Regions from separate parts of the Xenopus tropicalis genome. Here region 1 is linked to region 2. Evidence: chromatin contacts called from public Hi-C data. All regions are on one chromosome and are shown on one strand. Each heading gives the region's core, a stretch centred on a gene start, on an enhancer-like site or on the middle of the called end of the contact. The rest is flanking DNA. Distances are from core to core; before and after follow the strand shown. Region 1 holds the start of kmt2e (inactive histone-lysine N-methyltransferase 2E). Region 2 holds the start of efcab10 (EF-hand calcium-binding domain-containing protein 10).

Region 1 (4,035 bases), core at 166-2,665, 250 kb before region 2:
ATTAATATATAGATGATACCAAAAATTAAACATTCACAGCCACCATTATCACTGTCCACTGCATTGCTTCTGCCTAGCCTTCAGACTGGCGAAACATGCGCTAACAAATATTACATGCAGTGAGGAGACGTTGGATCTGCAAAATTTGATGCACAGTTCACAAGAAAAGTCACAAGATGTAGCAAACATCAGTCAAGCACAAGAAATAAATAGCATGGAGCAAGGAAAAGACCTCATCTTGGAGAAGCTGCCATGCTTTATGCCAGAAGGAACAGAAGATGTTACCCATCACAAGAAAACTAACAAAAATTAAAAAAAAAAAACTAGCATTTCAGTGAGTTTAACCTAGGATTACTCTACTTATGTAGCCCGCACCTCAGGTGGGGGAAGCAATTACAGGGTGGGTGGCCCTATTTACTTCGCTTGCACATAATGAGCTTGCTTATTATGCGCATGCATGGGACATATCTATGCGTAGGCCTTTCCACTGGTGACTCCTATTGTTGCAGTAGGAAAGGCATTTCAAAGCAATTAGTCACTGCAGTAGCAGAAATCTATGGCAGGTGGCTAATCCATCCATCCTCACAAGTATGTTTGGACAGGTTTAAAATTCTCTGCATAATGACTGCATTGGCTTGTTAAGGTGGTCCTCACTGACGGCCTGTATCCACGCCATTGTGATCTGATACTGCCCATCTCAATGTGGCCATATTGCAGAAAGATGACCAAACAAGGGGATATTTCAATGTATGGCCAAATTCAATATCTGAGAAACTTTCTAGTGGTTCTCCAGTTAGGGCAGATTAGTCGCGCCACAACAAATCTCTGTTGCCGCGGGTGACTAATCTCCCTACAAAGGCAATCCCACCGGCGTTTTACATTCTAGCCAGTGGGATTAGTCGCCTGCGACAATCAAAGACTTTTTCATCTGTATACTTAACTAAAGATGACTTGTTAGGTGAAATATATAAACTGCCAGTAATTTCTATACATGCAAATTACTCAAGTTTTTCTTTCAAAATTAATCATACAAACACTACATGGTTACACAGTCCTAAAAAGTCCCTGCATTGCTTCTTACACAATTTCAGGTTGATTTCCACCACACCCTAACCTTTCTAGTTCTTCCATGACTTCACTTTATTAAGAAAACGGATTCATTAACGCAAAAGACTACTTTAGACTGGGTCTCACAAAGACGAAGGTCAGTACACAATGGGCTTAAATGTCAATAGGAAGGCTCTGTGAAATGAACTGTAGCCCAGTCTAACCTCCCCCATCTAGCTCTGGGACTTCCTCCCCCTTTCCACATCCGTCTGCCTAGTTGGTACTGAGCCAAGCATATTGCTAAGCAACACAGTCACATGATTCAAAGAGGACGTGCAAATTATCTACTCCTTTCACGGCGCCATTTTGAAATGACGCATTTAAAAATAAAAAGCTGTCTATTCCAACGGTCTACAACAAATCTACGCTGCATTCCAGTAATTCGTTGTCATTAAGGGAAACACCTCCCCGCCAAAATCACTATTTAATGTAACTTAAAGAAAGAAAAGCTCTCTTCTAGCGATGCTTCGAACTCAGACATAATGGCGACGAGTTCTCCCTCCGCACCCGCATCCCCAGGCAGCTCCTGAACCACCCACCTGCTGCAGCATGATGTCACGGGCATCCAATCAGCACACAAAAGGGAATCCTTAGTCGCGCAGCTATTGGCTTACATAAATAACCCGCCCCCTCAACAAGCAATAACGCACTACTGTGACAGGAAGCTGAAAGGGCGTCCGTCGCCATTACAAACTTCCAATACAAAGACAATAAGATCAACATACAAAGACTACGTTACATATATTTTAAAAAAATAAAAGTAGGAAAAAGCCGTCTGTCATTGCGAATTAAAACACAAATAAAAATACTTAGTGCACCATCTGTCCATTCACCATCCGAGATCGTTTTCTGTAAGACTCTGTAAAGAGGTATGGCTGTAGTACAATTTTGCTTAAAAAAAGTACAGCATTCACGCGACATTGTAAGTGAAGTATTACGGCTTCTCCTCCAGTCACTGAGTTCTCCTTCCATGGAAACAAGGTGGGAGTAGTCAGCAGCCTTTTATGAGCCGATACGAGCTTGCGCAGGATGTCACAGCCCCTGCAACCACTGTCTGGGAAACCCCGATATAAGAGACACTACCAAGCCAGTAAATACCATGGTAATAAACGCAGACCTCAGCAAGGAAACGCCTTCATATTACCAATAACATTTCCGCGAGTTATTCTAGCTAAGACTTCCCCCTCCTCCATGTTCATTTGTTACCAGAGATTGGATAACGAAAAGCGAGCTTTACTGCTGTGTTGCGACTATACATTTGAAGATAAAAGTTCCCTTTTATTACTGAAACAACATTGTATGTCTCTTAATCTGTCACACAACTAAACAAGATATTTGAATACGACTAGTTCAAAAAGCCCACCTTAAATGGATTTCTAAAAAATAACCCCAGCATCTTTGGATTTGTTGGAATCTTGGAATTTGTTGGCTTCAGGGCCCCAAATTGGACATTCAGGCTTTAGATGACACCAACCCAGTCTGAATTTCTTGCCCAGCGTGTGGGTGTTATACTGTACGTTTCACAAATCGATATTAAAACTTTCCCTTTTTCGCATACAAGAAGATCCCACGCTTGCAGTAAATCGCAAGTCTACAGCCACTGTGCACTCTGCAAGCATTCGCCATCATACAAAATGGCGACCACAGGGCCACCCTTTACATTGTAAAAGTGGGATAGGCGTGGAAATAGCAGGGTACGGTTTTGCCCACACGCAAAATGGCGACGGCTGTTATCGTAACTTCACCATATTAACTATGGGCAAAGACCTTAGCTACTAGTTTTTCATGCCCGCAGTGGCTCTGTTTCCAGCCCCTGACAGTTAGGCTATGGAGCCCTGTGCTATTAGCGGACGCCATTTTCCAGAGAGAGGCAGTGACATAGAGCCAGCGTAGGCTGAAACACGGGAGGAGCGGGGTTTGTACACATTGGGGTTCTACTACCACGGGCGCAGAGAACAACGTTTTTTTCGTTTTTTATTTTATTTACTTTTTTTCTCCTACCATCTTTGCACGTAGAAATTATCGTTTTATTTTCTGTAAGCTTCTGCGTTGCATCTACATTGATTCTTTACTGATAATTCGTCCTTAAAATCTCGTTAACGGTCCCGGTTACTGCTACTGACGCCTGATTTTCCAGTCGCCAAAGTAGTTGTCAGTGGGAACGCTTCCCGTAATTGTGTATTGTTCAGTACGGCCGTACCAAACCTGTTCCATTAGGGGGTGTGTTCGTGGTGTAACGGGGTCCTCTCGTCTGGCGTTTGATTATAGTAGGTAAGTCTCACTACTGGCTTTATATTGTTATCGTTTTTTTTAATAACTGCGTTTTTCCCATCGTCTTCTGTCGCATTATTAGCCTTGCTATAAATGTTTCAGTAAGAGGGTTTCCTGTTTCATAGCATGGATATACTACAATGTACGCATAATATATATAAATATACCCTGTGTGTATTGTTGTGGAATGGATTTGTATACTTCTGCATAGCTTCATATACACGATAGTTGACAATATGCGGTTCTTTCTGTGTGAACTAGGCAGTAAGTGATGGGGGTTAGTACTTTACTGATAAATATGGCGGGGCTATGCTAAGTCTAGCTGCGTCTGGCAAATATTTATATACAGAATTGCCTTTCAAAAGAAACTCCCAATTTGTAGTTCTCCAGCTGCTGACATGCAACTCCCAGCACCCACTGTATTTTAATGTCTGATAAAGGGCTACAATAATGACGTCTTAGACTGCACTTATAGCTTCTAGATCGATTGCCACTAACACTGGAAAGCAATAAGTGGACTCCCCACACTTTTCTTTATACATAAATGCACTGTACACACACCCCATCCTGGTCCCCTCCTCTTAAGGTTTGTTTATCTTGCACAGTATTTTTTTCTCTCTGAGGCCTCTACCATTTCCTCTTTTCAGCCTCTTCAGT
Region 2 (3,722 bases), core at 225-2,724:
CGAATACTTTTGTACTTTGTCACTTTTCATTTTACTTAAGGAATGTATTTTAAGTGTTAATGATAATTACATACCTTTATCTTTTTTGCATGGCTGTAACTAATACAGCAGCCCCCACCCCCGCTCGGTTCTTTTCTCACTCTCCTCTCCACCCCCCCTGAAGGGGCTTGGAATTTAGTATACACACACGGCTCGGCTGTTTGCTCACTCCCCCAACCCCCCCTCCGTTACTACTGCTCCGTTCATCCTTCTAAACTGAATTGTAAAGCGTGATGTGAAAGCATTTTGTGCACCTTTCACATCACAGAGCAGTAGTTACGGAGGGGGGTTGGGGGAGTGAGCAAACAACCGATCCGTGTGTGTGTGGAGAAAAAACTGACAGGTCCTCTTTAACTTTATCTGACCTCTATTTCCTATCAAGCCCCCGTTCCCCTTTGGGCCACCGCAAACTACCTTCCTGCCTGCTTCGTCTCTCTCTGCACCCTCCTCCTTCCCCGATCTGAGGTGTAATGATCAATAGTGAGAAGCAGGGTGTAGAGGGGAATGAAGCAGGCAGGAAGATAGTTTGCGGTGGGAGGAAAGAAGTGATGCCGTGGAGCCGCTGAGAGCAATGCTTACCAGGCCGATGATAGAGTAGAAGACTGGTCAGGTTGTTTATCAGCTCAGGGATGCGATTCTCCTGCAAATACTCCTCGGCTTCCATCTCCAGTACAGCCGCCATCCCTAACCTCACAGTGTTTCTCAGTTGCTAAGAGACAGGCTCCTAACCAATCAAGCTTCAGGTTTGAACACAAAACTTTATTATCCATTGCCAATACAATAACAACAACAAAACAATATTACTCAATTATGTTGGTAAGTTACTTGCAAACCTAGTCACAATACCAACAAATGTAAATTATATAAGATACCAGCAAGAGCAGCCGATCTATAAAAAAGAACAAATATCAGCTTAACCATACCTCCCAACATTTCATCAAGAGAAAGAGGGACAAAAATATAGGACGCTGGTAGTGCGGCAAAAATGTTTTCGCCATGCCTGCCTTATAACCATGCCCCACATGCCACACCCAGTTTACATGCCCCAGATGTGGCAGTATAATCACTAAATAAAAAGAATAAAAGACATATTAACTTCAAAGGTGCCAGTATGACTACATTAAATTGATAAAGGGCATATTAACCCCAGGCATGCCAGTAAAATTAATAAATGAAACTGATAAAGGGCATATCAACTTCAGACATGCCAACAGTTCTGTGCATTTTCTAAAGTTATAAATAGGGCCAATTCCAGTGGTACATAAATTTATGTTATTTCCTTCCATTCTTAATCAGTTGAAAGCAAAACAAAATTAATGTACCACTAGAATTTCTAGCCATATTAACAATGCCTAAGGTTCCCAGACTTATAAGGGCCCCTTTAAAATGTCTGCTATATTTTATGAATGAGGGATACCTTCCCCTGCATGCTGTGCTCTGCCAGAGATCCCCAGGAGTGAGAGATATATGTTAGGGGTGGAAAGGTGAAACTGCCCAGCACACAAATAAAAGCAGCCTCTTCTGCCTGATAAAAGACAGAGGCACCCTCAGCCCCTGACCCACTGAGCAGGAGAGGAATGCAGCCAATGCCAATAGTTAACCCTTGCCTCTCACAAATTCTCCTCCCAGGACAATTAAACATCAAGGTAAGGCTGTGAGCTTGAGTGTAGCAGGGGAGATTGAAGAGTTAAAGGGGCGGGCTTTATTCCCCAGAGCAGGCACAGCAATCAATTAAATGGCAAAGCTGAGAAGCGGGACATCTAACAGTGAATCCGGGACAGCGGGAAGTGCCATAAATATCGGGACTGTCCTGCTGAAAGCGGAACGGTTGGGAGGTATGGCTTAACTGGCGGGGGAGAGCAGGACTGTTCCAGGATAAGATGCGTCCGTCCTTCCGGAAGCCAAAGAATGGGTCTCGGTGTTGCTGTCAGGTATAGAGATGCGATACTAATTTGTAATGGAGGACATCTATTGGTGAAATATGGGTATTGCACTTTCAGATTTTGAATGGAAATTGAATAGAAGGAATTTGAATAGGTAATTGAAGGACACGTTTGACGTCAATTTGGCGCCGTTTTAACTTCAGTTGTGGGTATTTAATGTGTATGTGTATAGTTATTGACTAATATCCTTGATAAAGGTCCTCTTGAGAACAAAAACATTGCACACTAACAATATGTGGTACACTTATTTTTTAATTAAAAGAGTAAAGAAATATGAGTGCTGGTCCATTTACTGCTCTAAATATATTCAAATATATGAATATTTCACAGTAAGCACCTGTATGGTAATATGGGATGAGTGCCAATCTGCTTACTGATTAAAAACAATGTCACACTCTGCTGAGTGAGAGAACGGCATGAAAGCACAAGCCTAAATACATTTGTAATGTTTCCATTAGGGCCAATAGGGCAGTTTTGGGCTTTGTGACAACAAATCTTTCAGTATATATAATGCAATTTTAGACATTTTGGTGGGTTTTCACATAGGATGTAAAGTGTCAAAGAACTATTTCAATTATTGCTTGAGGAAGCTTACAATGCAACCTGTAATAAATGCACCTTGTCTGTAATATATGGTTATGATTTGAACCCAATGGAGCATATAAACAAAAAGCAGTATTTTGCAGAAATGGTAGAACTATCATTTTTGCAGCAAACTATATAACGAGTTGGAATGAGTTTCTCCTATGGTGAAGTAAAATAGAGCAGCGCATTTTAAATGTACACCTTTGTTTCTCAATGGCCAGGTCGAAATTACATTGAACTTCAGTGTTTATGTGGAACTAGAATATAATTATTTTAATATTTAAGCGACTATCCTTTGATCATATTCCTGCATCTATCAAGACTAAAAAGCTGTCCCACATTTTACAAATTGCTACAGAGGGCAGGAATCTTTATAACCCATATCCTTTGTAATTTGCTCCACAAGATCACCTGTCATAGTTGGTGTAAATTATTGGTTGCTAGAAGCCTCTTTGCATCAGAAAAATCTCTTTTTTTTTATTAGTGTAAAGGAGAATTAAACCCTCCCCAGACTACTTCCAACCCATAGCAACCAATGAGCATTTTACATTAACATTTATTTATAAAGTGCCAACATATTCTGCAGCACTGAGCATTTCCTGGTCATGTTTAAAAACAAGCATCTAACTGGTTGCTATAGTTTTCTAGACGAAGAGGCTCCAAACACACCGGACACAGGAGGTTCACTAAAACTCGATCTTTATTATTCCATTAAAATCAGAATGCGTGATGCGTTTCGTGCACTTGCGCACTTAATCATAGGCAGAACATACACTGAACTCAAAACATTTAAATAGTGACAGACCTGTAATGGACATGGATAAACCACACCCACAGTTAATCGGATAAAGAACACCAGGAAAAGTAAAACCCGGAAAAATAAATCGAGTTGAGAGATTCATAGCAAACCTCTTAATAATACACATAAATATAACGAAAGTAATAATAACATTGATTAAACAGATCAAAATTTATACAAAAATCAACAAAAAGTCACATTCTAAACATAGCAACTAATATCAAAAATAGAATTCAGGCCCTTTGGATGGCGAGTATTCAAAATAAAAATCCATTTTACTTCAAGGCATAAAAGTCTTTCATTGGGGAAAACCCTGTCAATGACCTGAATTTGTAAAAAAGAAGGATCTGCTTGGC

Evidence for each region. A called contact is a pair of places that touch in the nucleus more often than the background predicts.
Region 1: a Hi-C map of gastrula embryo shows a contact between it and region 2, with 1.9 times the contacts expected there. The contact joins the promoter of kmt2e here to the promoter of efcab10 in region 2. A contact is called at or near these places in 2 of 5 Hi-C or Micro-C datasets (gastrula embryo and neurula embryo).

Annotation. Positions count from the first base shown.
Region 1 is chr3:77,320,338-77,324,372 of UCB_Xtro_10.0, reverse strand. It overlaps kmt2e (inactive histone-lysine N-methyltransferase 2E), which reads left to right and starts at 1,415. Exons shown (of 24, transcript XM_018092321.2): 1 at 1,415-3,378.
Region 2 is chr3:77,071,873-77,075,594 of UCB_Xtro_10.0, reverse strand. efcab10 (EF-hand calcium-binding domain-containing protein 10) reads right to left here and starts at 1,474. Exons shown (of 5, transcript XM_004913015.4): 1 at 1,457-1,474; 2 at 619-776. The coding sequence starts at 721.